2 separate regions of the Mus musculus genome follow, and region 2 is linked to region 1. The links are chromatin contacts, called in public promoter capture Hi-C maps. All regions are on one chromosome and are shown on one strand. The core of a region is the stretch at or near the end of the contact, and the rest is flanking DNA. Distances in the headings are between cores, read along the strand shown. Region 1 holds the start of Trpv6 (transient receptor potential cation channel, subfamily V, member 6). Region 2 holds the start of Gstk1 (glutathione S-transferase kappa 1).

Region 1 (5,621 bases), core at 1,078-3,577:
ATGTGATGTGGGCTACAAAAAGAGAGAATTTTGATGTCCAAATTTGTGACTGTCAAGTCACCCCAATTGTACCTCTACTCATTTTGATACTATTGTCAATGTCCCATCTGTAGCACTACCCGTCTGACAACAAAGCCAAGTGAAGGAAGCCAAGCAAAAAGAGGAAAGATATTAGAAAATTACTTCTTCCTTCTGACTTTCTATCATTTCATTCCACAGCATGATAGAAGCCTGGCTGTGTTGTCCACTCACCCGCTGGTGACTAAACTGGGGTCCTTTCCTAGAGCTGAAAAGAACAGAGAAGGTGGAGTTGGTCAGCGTCAGACAAACACTTGGCTTAATGGGCACAAAGGTCCTGGGTTCAAGGTTTGGATTCTAGCCTTCCCCCCACCCAGCTCGAACTCACTGACCCTAGGTGGGTGGGGAAGGCAGCTAATCGAAGTGCATTGTTTGCTCAGGGCTGTATGGCCTGGCCTTAGGCCCAAGAGCAGGAACACAAGCAGCTTTCCTTTTGAAGGTGGCCTTTCCATACCCCACCCACACAGTTACCTTACTTTTGCTCCCAAGAAATCCCCCCACACATATGCTTGAGCTTGGTCATGCAAACTTAGTCCCACACAATACATATGGCACACCCCACCAAGCAAACACATACTACATCATGCATACCACACCTAGATACTAAACACATACATACAACATACCATTATTACATGCATATTAAGCATAAAACATAAACACGTATTTCATGTACCGTGTACATTACATGAAAAGCATATATTCCATGGATGTATCATTCATTAAACATGCAATACATACAATGCCAATAAACAAAAAATATATACATTGCATATCCTACATACACATACATAAGACCCCCATACAGTATCATAGTCAACACGAAGCTTGCATACAAGAAGCACCACAAACAGATCAAAGGTGCATATAAAATATACATACCATATGTCAAACACATGTTGTATACACAATATAGCACCCAGAGCACAGGCATATCACACACACACACACACACACACACACACACACACACACATATTGAGCCTTCCTGATCTTTGAATCAGACATAGAAAACAACAAGCTGAAGCTGGAGAGTGACATACAGACACCTGTGACTTCAACAGCCATCTGCCATCCCAGATAATTGAGCCCCCTGGGAGGCAGAAGAATTTTGAATGAGGCAGAGGTTCTTCCACATAAGGCAAATAAGCCAGATTTATCTGCAGGTTGGCCCCTGCTGCAGTTCAATGCTGCTGCTGCTCCTGCTGCTGCGACCCAGGATGCCTGTGACTTTGTCTGTGGAAGTCTTAACTCTGGCAGAAATCATTTTGCCTATTAGCGTGAGTGCATGAAAAAGCCTAAACAGGGCAGACTACAGAGCACCAGGTGAGTTTGGGTTTCACTTCTCACTTCTCAGACCTCAAGGATTCGCTCTAGCACTTGGAACCTCTATTATCTCCATGGGCAAAATATGAATAGTAACTGCCTTATAGGTTCCACGTGAGTTTGTGGAGACACACTCAATTGTTGCGCCTAGTGCCAGTGGCAATGACCCAATGTCTTTATGGGGAGGTTGCTAGATAAAATGCTCTAGAGCATATAAAATATTTATATTTATTGAAAAAAATTATCTAGGCATTCTTATAGCTTTAATTTCCAGACAAAGTTTCCCTGTGTAGCACAGGCTGCCCTCCAACTTTCCATTTTCTGCATCTACATATACAGGGCTGGAATTACAGGTTGGTGCCACCTCACTGGGACCAACCTGTGTCTTATTTGGTAACCCACCTACCCCTAGAAAAATCCCAATCTTCCACCACTAGATTTTATACCCTGACTCACTAGCTTGGGGATGGATATTACATCATTAAATGGTGATAATGGAGACCACCCACAGCCAAAGAGAAAAGACTATACTGGGTTTATAATGCCTAAAATACTTACATGTAGTGTCTGGTACTTTACAGAAACCAGTGCTAACTCAAAGTGGGTGAGATTTTTGCTATTTATATATTTGTTCAGGGCCAGGTGAGACATTTAACCCTGAGAGTCAAGAGAACTTAAAACCCAGACCTTCAGTAAAAACAGACAGAAGTTCCTCCATCCTGCAATGAGCCTGACCTGTCCCAGCCTTCCTAGAAAAAGGTCACTGGGTATCCCAAAGTCCAGGGGCCAGCTCTTTAATCTCTTTGAAGACCTAAGAACAGGGGAAGAGTTCCAGGGTGGAGAGAGTTGCAGCTGACGCATGGTCTCAGTAGGCAGGACTTTGGGGCCTGTCTCTTTAAATCTCAGGTAATTTGGGAGGAGGGAGGGAGTGCCCACATAGCTCCTGCTCACTCCCAACAGGAGCTCCAGAGACACAAGCCCAGCAGATTTCCAGCCCGGCCAAGAGGAACAAAGCAGGAGCCCTCTTCAGGCTCCTAGGGGCAGCCACGGGAAGCCTCAGCAGCTCCACAGGTGAAGTAGGAGACAGAAGACAGGAGACGGGACCTCTACAGAGAGAGGACAGGCCGGCTCTTGGGGGTGCCAATGTGGCCCCAGGGTCGAGCCCAGTTGGGGTCTGGCATCAGCCTCAGCCCCCCAAGGAACCAGCCTTCCACCCCATGGGGTGGTCCCTGCCCAAGGAGAAGGGGTTAATACTCTGCCTATGGAACAAGTTCTGCAGATGGTTCCACAGACAAGAGTCCTGGGCTCAGAGCCGAGACGAGCAGAACCTGCTGCAGCAGAAGAGGTAAGTTTGCCATCTGCTTCTGCGTCTTCTACCTCTGCAGCAGCAGGGCTTACACCCCACCCCTCCTGGCTTGCTTGAGTCTTCTCTTAGCACCCTGTCTGGACAGTTTGTGCCCCTTGTTAGCACCGTCTCCTGAGCCTTAGCCTGTGAGCCTAGCTGGCCAGAATGTCAGGTGGGAAGTTGCCTGGGCACAGTTGTTAGTTTCCCTTAAGGTACCATTCATTTCTGCAGGATTCCTGTGAGTACTTCCCCAGTAGCCAGGCATCTCACTACCCCCTTGTAAGCTATCTCCCCAAAAGGTGATGGTGGCAGCGTAATATCTTATGTATCTCTACTCCATGCCCCTACAGCAGACTATAACAGAAACACATTTTATATAGAAGCATGCATGTGGAAATGAATGAGTGACTGAATAAATAAAGAGGTAAGAAAAGATGGCAAAAAATATGAAAATACATATCATTCCTGTGCATCTGTCTCAGCTACTTGAGTTTAAAGAACCAACAATGCTCGGTTGCAGCCTGGAGTGTCTTCCCCCTCTATTCATGGGTTGGCATGGACTCCTGGGCTCAATGCCAAAGATGCTCACCATGCTATCTTTCAGGCTAGGGGGACTGGGAGAGAGTCTGGAGTTTAAGCCCTTAGAAAATCTCCTATTTTGATTCTATCTGCTAAAAGTAGACTTCCTTCTATTTACTTGGTAGCCACTCCTGACTCATGGCATCTTAGAGTTGGCTTTGAGAGCAGGAAAATGGATGATCCACTGGATCTTGGGCCCAACCTGTGAGCACTCTTCTCTCTGACATTGCCATTGGGGTTCCACATCCATTTGGTGACATGCTAAAAGGAAGTCCTGCTTTTGTGGCTTCCCTCCAAGGCAATTCAGTGACAGGTAGCATGTGTATTCACAGAGGAAAGGCAGAAAGTTTTTGTCTTCAGGTTTTTCTCCATCTCTGAATGCAGGGCTTGTCTTAGCCTGGCCTCAAGGCTGCCTGGGATTTCCTATGCTTTTGATTAAACATTCCCTGCTGGGATGTGCCCCTTCTTAGAGCTGTGGTTTTCCTGTCTCTCATGGCAGCCACCCACCTCTCTCCCCCCAGGCCTGGGAGAGTGGGGGGTAGGGCACATGTCTGGCTGATGACATCTTAGGACAATAGAATAACATTGTTGTTAGAGAATAATTCCTCATTGGTTTCACTTCTCCTCTTCCCACTCTCAGGACCCTGTCGCTGGGGGCATCAGACACAGACTGCAGAAAGTCCATGGGCTTTGAAAGGGGCAGGTGAGGTTCCAACATCTCATATGCAGGAAGAACAAAGTAAAGGAGTTGGGCCTGAGCAGGCAGGCAGCCTGGTTAAGCATATGCTGTTGGCACCCATCTAATCTGCATCCATTTCTTCCTTCCTTTTGATGGGCCTCCTCTGCAGTATTAGGCTAGAAAGGCCTATTGCCATCAGTAACAGGATTCTGCCCCCACCCCCACCCCAACACATCTGTTTCCAGAGTTTCTTAAACTCTCTTTTTCCCAGACAGTTGGTGTCTATGGTAATGGCCTTCTTTGGATGGTACTTCCCAGAAGGAACTGAAATTTACTAGGAGTTTCTTGGCCTGAGAGATCAGCTATATACAAGGAAGACATGGCAGAAATTAGACAAGCCGGGGGTGAACACTTAAATGAGCATCATGAACTGTGAAAGAATCTCCTCCTCGATAGTACCATCACCTGGTTTATCCAGTATAAAGTCAAACATAGGCTTTGGAGGGAAGGAGATTCTGTCATCCCCACAAAAGCAAGTTAGAGCTCAAGAGACGGGGCCCAAAAAGAAATTCTAGGAACAGGCCTGGATAGGATTTCATGGAGGATGGTCTCTCAATAAGGCAAAGCTTTTTAAAGAACTCTGTAAGATGAGGAAAGGGAAGTCAGCCTTTCTCCTTGTGATATACTTCTCTTGGGTCTTAATTATGCAGCTCCCTAGTTTAATCCCATATTAACTGAATTCTCACCTCTTTCGCATTTCTACTAAGCTATTTCTTCTGGCCTGAATTTCTCATTTCTGTATATCCAATGCATCAAACATCGATTGAGCATAACTCGTACTCCATTAGGTTTGTGGGAAATTAATCTGATATAGTTCTTGCTTCTCAAGGAGCCTGTGTTCTGATGAGCAAAGTGTACCAAAGTGCATGTTGTCCCTACATATCTTCAGATTAAATCAAGCTCATAGAGAAAATACTAAGACAAAAAAGTTATTTTGTTGCTTATATGTGCTATATAGATAGGTTCATGGTAGTTACATCAATATGTAACATGTACAGCATTTTTTTTCTGTCATCATTCCAAAACAATATGGTACAATAGCAACTGATAGAGCATGTATATTCCATTAGGCATTATTGGCTACCTAGAGATTGTTTAAAGTACACAGGTTGAAGTCACAGAAGTGGTACATGCCTGTACTCTCAGTACTTAGAATACTGAAACAGGAGACTGAAAACCTCAAGGCAAGTCTAAATAACATAGTAAAAACCTGTCTCCAAAAATCCAAAAGTTAGTAAATAAGATGAATATTGTGGCTTTCACTTGTAACCCCAGGACATGGGAGACTGAGTCAGGAGTGTTGCCACAAGTTTACCATGAACTACACAGTGAGTTCCAGGCCAGCCTGGGTCACAGAGTATAGTCATAACTTTAAAGTGCATTATGAATGTATAAACTATGTGCAAATATTATATCACTGTATGGAGGGGAGTTGAGTTTATATGATGTATGGTAGAGAGTAGGATCTTCTAGAGCCACTGCCCTACAGATTTTGGAAGAATAATCATACTTAGGCTAAAGGTAAGCATGGGTGAAGGTCATGCAAAGGTTTAA
Region 2 (5,621 bases), core at 1,230-3,729, 610 kb before region 1:
TAGGAGTGATTTGGTGTCTCACATAGTAATAGAATATGTGTCAAGTATCATTTGTATACAGGAGAAAAAGATCATTTTCAGTTTCTTGACTTCATTCCAAAGAACATCTAACTTTCAAAGCCCCCTCCCTGTCTGGCATGCACTCCATGTTTTGAGCACTTTTCATTTATTTCTCACTGAGCATCTGTTTAATTCTCACTTGTCAGTTATCTTTTTGTCTGGGTAAAGTCTCCTGCTTTGTGATGGGCATACATCAGTGAAGCTTGCGCTGGGAATCCCTGGAGGCCTGAGAACAGAAGGCTCCATCCTTTCCCATCCAGGGTTCCCACATGGTCCTCCCTTTCCCACACTGACTTACTTCATTTTTTTTTTTCATCAAACCCATTTTATTCATATGCTATCCACAGTAGACATTTTGTTGCTGTGGCTGGGGATTAAACTAAGGGACTCAAGCAGACTAAGTATGAACTGCGCTTAAGTACGAGCTACAACCATAGCCCACAGAACATTCTTCAAAGAATCCTCTTCATCCCAACTTTATAGTAACCTGTCCCCTCAGACACTAACTTTCTCAATCGTTAAGAACCCTTCTTTGTTCTCAGATTCCCTGTGACAATAGTAGGGAGTCCAGTCTAGACACTCACAGCCAGAATGCTCTGATACTCCGTGATATCTTCATCCTAAGAAGAAGAGAACATTTAGCCAGAAGGAAATAGCAAAGAGACCGGTATGACAGCAGGATCCTATTTCTGGAAATTGCCCCGGGCAAGGTCAGAATCTCATCTAGCTCCCCGTCCCCTCCCTCCAGGATTCAGAGTTTAGCCCTTACTCGAGACCATACACGCATCCATATCTCTCTGGACACCTTCTCCAGCATCTCTGGTTGCTCCATGCTTACAGTGGTGAGGAAGCGCATGGCATTTATACTTCCTGTGGGGGCAGAGGCATGTAGAGCTAAGATTCCTATTCCTTTTGTCCTGATGGAGGACCGTGTCATCCTTCCTTCAGACACGCCCCCAAGCTCATCCTTCCTTCAGACACGCCCCCAAGCTCATCCTTCCTTCAGACACGCCTCCAAGCTCATCCTTCCTTCAGACACGCCCCCAAGCTCATCCTTCTTTCAGACACTCCCCCAAGCTCCGTCACCTGCAGTCTTTAATTCCAGTTTCTCATAATGGATTTACTCTATGCAGTTCTTGCTTCTCCCATCCCTCTCTTTTGGCTAGCTGATGCTGGGTTCCCCACACAAGCATGTTTTATTTCTTGATATCCTATGAAAGCCTCAGCTGGACTGCTCTCCACTACATTCCCCAGTGTTTCTGACCCTCTTCACTTATTTATTTCTGTTTCCTCTGAAACTGGAGTTATAGGTGGTTGTGACCCACCATTGTGGGTGCTGGGAATTAAATTAGGTCCTCTGGAAGAGCAGCCGGTGCTCTTAACTGCCGAGTCTTCTCTTCATCCTCCTCCTCACCTTTCTTCACAGTCTCACCAAAGAAATCCTTGGGTATGTTGAGGGGAACCTGGAAGAACTGCTTCAGGAGAGGAATCTCTTTGAAGATGTACTGGCCTTTTCGGGGAACCATAGCAGGTGGTTGGTTTCCTGGCAGTGGAGAGTTAAGACAACTGGTGAGAGAGGACATGAGGGTCTACTGGAACCTCTCCAGTAGAAAGCAAACTACTAGTTTAGGCTGAGGTCTGCATACTCAGTGCAGGACAGGCCCCTCAGGCCACAGAAAGCAACCCTCCTTGCCCAGAGAGGTGGAGCTTCTTCATGCTTACCGCTGTCTTTCATGATCCCAGCGATTAAAGTGGGCCGCAACTGCAGCTTTATATTCCAGAGGTGTTGGTATCTGCATAGGACCTACAAGTGCAGAGATAAGAAGGGGAGCTTGTGTGGCATTTGAGGGCTGTCTTCTGCCTCTAAGTGCTGGACAGAGATGGGGACTTCACACTGAACTGGTTGGTTTAATAGGACAAAACTCTCAGTTCTTTGAAATAGATACCAGAATGCTTACTCCAGTGTACGGTTTTCATCCCGTAGAGCATCCTAGCGCCCCTGATCCCCCTCCCCGAACTTGACCTAGCTTCATTGGAGTTGCCTCTGTTCTTTCTAGGGTCTGTGGAAAGAGAATATTTGACCTTAGGATCAGGACCCTACTTGGCGGAGTCTCGGTCCGTTTAAAGGCACAAAGTGAACTTGAACCTGAACCCTGTGCTAACCCTGAGGGCATCCACTGGAATTTCTGCAGCCCGGTGATCAGTGCCCCACTGTGCACTCGCCTCGCAGACCACAACCCGGGCGGCTCCCCCGTGTCACCTCAAAGCCCAGCCAGGAGTACGGGGACAGCACGTCGTAGAAGAGTTCCAGGATGCGCGGCGCCGGCCCCATTCTACAGTGGTGAGAGAAAGTGAACTTGAAGCCTTGGGCTGCCGAAGAGCTTTAGGTAGCTGAAGAGCAAGCAGCCAATCGTAGTCCGCGAATTGCAGGCGGGTCTGCTAAGGGCCCTAGTGCGCAGTCTCCGGGAGAGGCCCCGCCCTATAGGGCTGGCCCAGGGGTGTACACGGGTAGACCAAGAGCGGATGAGGAAGGCGGAGTCTGAGATAAAGGGGAAGGTCAGATCCAGAGAAGGATCTCAAGTGTGTGCAGCCAGCTCTAGAACTTTGTCCCTCAAGCAAGAAGGCAATACACAAGGATCCAAATTTGCGTTGGATGACGTTTAAAGACCGGCAATATGGAAGTTCCGAATTGCATCTTTTATTGTATTCACTTTCTCAGAGATAAGAACAATGTTTAGAATGAATTTGACAGTTGACATAGTGGTCTTTTAAAAAATCTTCATTCTATACATTACAGCACACCCAGGGGATGCCTGAAACTGTAGATGAAACTCTACATATTATGTTTTTTTTCTACACACAGTAAATTATAACTTATAAATTAGGCACATTAGTGATGAATGCTAGAAGAACCATAACATGCCACACTAAAATTTGTGCCTTATTATAATAAAAATGTTACTTGAACATAAGTATTTCATCAGTACAGCACTTGATCTGATAACGGAGGTGGTCACAGAAATGGAGGTAGGTAATATATACAGTGTGGACACACTAAACAAAAGGATGACTTACATCCCAAGAGGGAAGGCACAGGACTTCATCTGCTACTAGTATTATTCATTTATTTAGGGTTTTTGGGGGAGTGGGGTGGGGTCTTGATATGTTGCTTTGTATATCCTGGAACCATATACTATTGTTATCATTTATTATTAAAAGTTTTGGTATTATAGATGATATGGGGGGAAAAACAAAAATATATTCCCTTTTCGTCTGTGGAGGGGGTTTAGTGGGTCAATGGTGCAACTGTGTTGACCTGATTTTTGATCTTCAGAGTACACATGATGCTGTGTTTAGTAGCATTAATCTGTAATCCCAGTGTTCCTACTATGAGATAGGAGGTAGAGACAAGAGAGTCCTTGGAAGCTCCCTGGCCACTTATCTTAGCATACATAATACTGCTGTATATTCAGAACCTTGATTAAACAAGGTGGACAACAAGGAAAGACCTCCTCATGTGGGGTGCCCACATTGTAATATTCAAACATACGCACATCACATACTGACAGGTTAAAAATGTACTTACTTTTATTTTCTTACACCATTATATTGCTGAGAGTAATAGCTAGTGTTAAAAGAAAGCTTTAGACAACTTAGAGTACCTTTAGCAAAGAACACTTCAGACATTAGGTAGCATCAGGAGAGGTTCAAAGAGTGCCACTCTGCAATGTGGGCGTTTAATATTTACAGACAGAAAAAGTGATTAAGGCTCAGAAATAACTGGTCATGGTGAGGAGTTGGTGGTACTAAGACGTGATCTTCTGATGGTTGACTACCTGTGGTTCGTTAAACTTAGATGCTTATAATTGGATGAAACCCAGCAGCTTGTTGGGAAACTCAGGTTCATAAGTTCTCTATTTCTTTAATAAATTACACTGTAGTTCTTTGAATGGAAACTTGAGGTACAGAGACAACCTTCAGTTACTGGAGTCACTGGCTGTGCACTTATCCAGTTGAACCCTAGACACTGATTAGAGCTGTTGAAACAGAATGTTAAACAAAACTACATAAGGTAGCCAAAGGACCCACAGAAGAACTAAACATAATAATAATAATTACTAGACATTGGAGGATGGAGGGAAAGATTGGTATTTATGCATGAAATTTTTATCTTCTTACATAAGGTAGAGACAATGCTTATATTTGAAACCCCAATAAGCAGAGCCATAAATTAATCCCAGAAAAGCTTTAAATAAGCTGCCTTTTCAATTTAGTAAAAGATTAATTATTCAATGAATGATATTAGGATGAGAGGTTTTAGTAAAATATAGTTGGATACATATACCACAGTTAAACTGGGAGCATCAAATACTTAACTGTTGAAGACAAATGAGTGAAGCAGCTGAGGCAGTTACAGACAAACACTTGATACATATCTGGGATGACAGACAGCATGACTAATTGTAATATCAAACGGAAAAAACCCAGTAAAAGACAGACATACTCAGCTACATACAATTAAAAAATATGTCTGTCAAAATCTAGTAGGTGTAAAAAATGAGTAAACATAATCTGTGCTTATTTTTATTCAAAAGTTGATTTTAGCTCTCTAACAGAAGCCATCCAGGAAAGGCTATGGGAAGCAAGTGAGTTTTTTTGGAGATAAGACTACCATATTGCACGTCTAGGATGGGTGCACTATGGAGAGGTGTGGCCCAGAGACTTAGTCTTGGTTCCTGCTGCTCTATGCCTTTCGTGCCACTATTACATAACCTAGTGATTCCTGCTCACCCTGTGGGGCAATTTTCCTGCAGATCAACACGAAGATGTACTTTCATATAATAATGGTGTTTAGATGTACTAATGACTTTATACAACTCCTGATTTGATTCATATAATTTTAGGAAGAAAGTTTAAGGATATGGTTTTAGTTTTGCCTGAAAGATGTAATAAAGCTAAAATCAAGAACAGAATGTGTTCCCTCCTTATAGAATAGAAAGTGAAGTCTGTAATAAGGAGTACAATCAGCTTTCATAAATTGCACTAACAAGAGAAATATGCTTAATCACAAACAGATTTGTGATTAAGGAAAACATTCATTCTAGGTCAGGCCCAAGGGTAAAGCCACAGGTGTGCACCACGATAAAGCAGACCATGGAAAATGATTTGAACTTATAATGAGCTTATGGTATGAAACACTGCGTTCAACTTACTACTGATGTCCTTCTGAAACTCCCCCTTTGTGTAACATTTTATCTATGAGGTAATTTTGTTTTTTTTTTTTTTGTTTTTTTTTTTGAGGTAATTTTGTAAAGGACTTTTATCTAATAAAGTATAAAAAGACTGAAAATAAAATAACTTGTGGCTGTTGGTGCTCTTTTTCATCCACCAAATGTTTATTTATGCCTGTCTGTTTGTATGTATGTACAATATGTATATATGCACAATATGTATATATATCTGTTGCGCGCGCTCAACTGGCCAGGAAGAACGACGCTGCTACAGGATCCTTCTGCACACGTTTATTCAGTCCTGTTTCTTCTTGTTTATATCTCCCTTGT

Evidence for each region. Promoter capture Hi-C pulls out the DNA fragments that hold promoters and counts their contacts.
Region 2: a promoter capture Hi-C map of embryonic stem cells shows a contact between it and region 1, with 4 times the contacts expected there. The contact joins the promoter of Gstk1 here to the promoter of Trpv6 in region 1. A contact is called at or near these places in 8 of 39 promoter capture datasets (the 3T3-L1 cell line, the C10 cell line, the HPC-7 cell line and 5 more), 1 of 484 Hi-C or Micro-C datasets (embryonic stem cells) and 1 of 115 datasets of contacts at active chromatin or transcription factors (stem cell-derived neural progenitor cells).

The regions. Positions count from the first base shown.
Region 1 is chr6:41,633,111-41,638,731 of GRCm38.p6, reverse strand. Trpv6 (transient receptor potential cation channel, subfamily V, member 6) reads left to right here and starts at 2,327. Exons shown (of 15, transcript NM_022413.4): 1 at 2,327-2,749. The coding sequence starts at 2,502.
Region 2 is chr6:42,242,793-42,248,413 of GRCm38.p6, reverse strand. Gstk1 (glutathione S-transferase kappa 1) reads right to left here and starts at 2,479. Exons shown (of 8, transcript NM_029555.2): 1 at 2,321-2,479; 2 at 1,783-1,864; 3 at 1,475-1,603; 4 at 830-930; 5 at 645-680. The coding sequence starts at 2,392.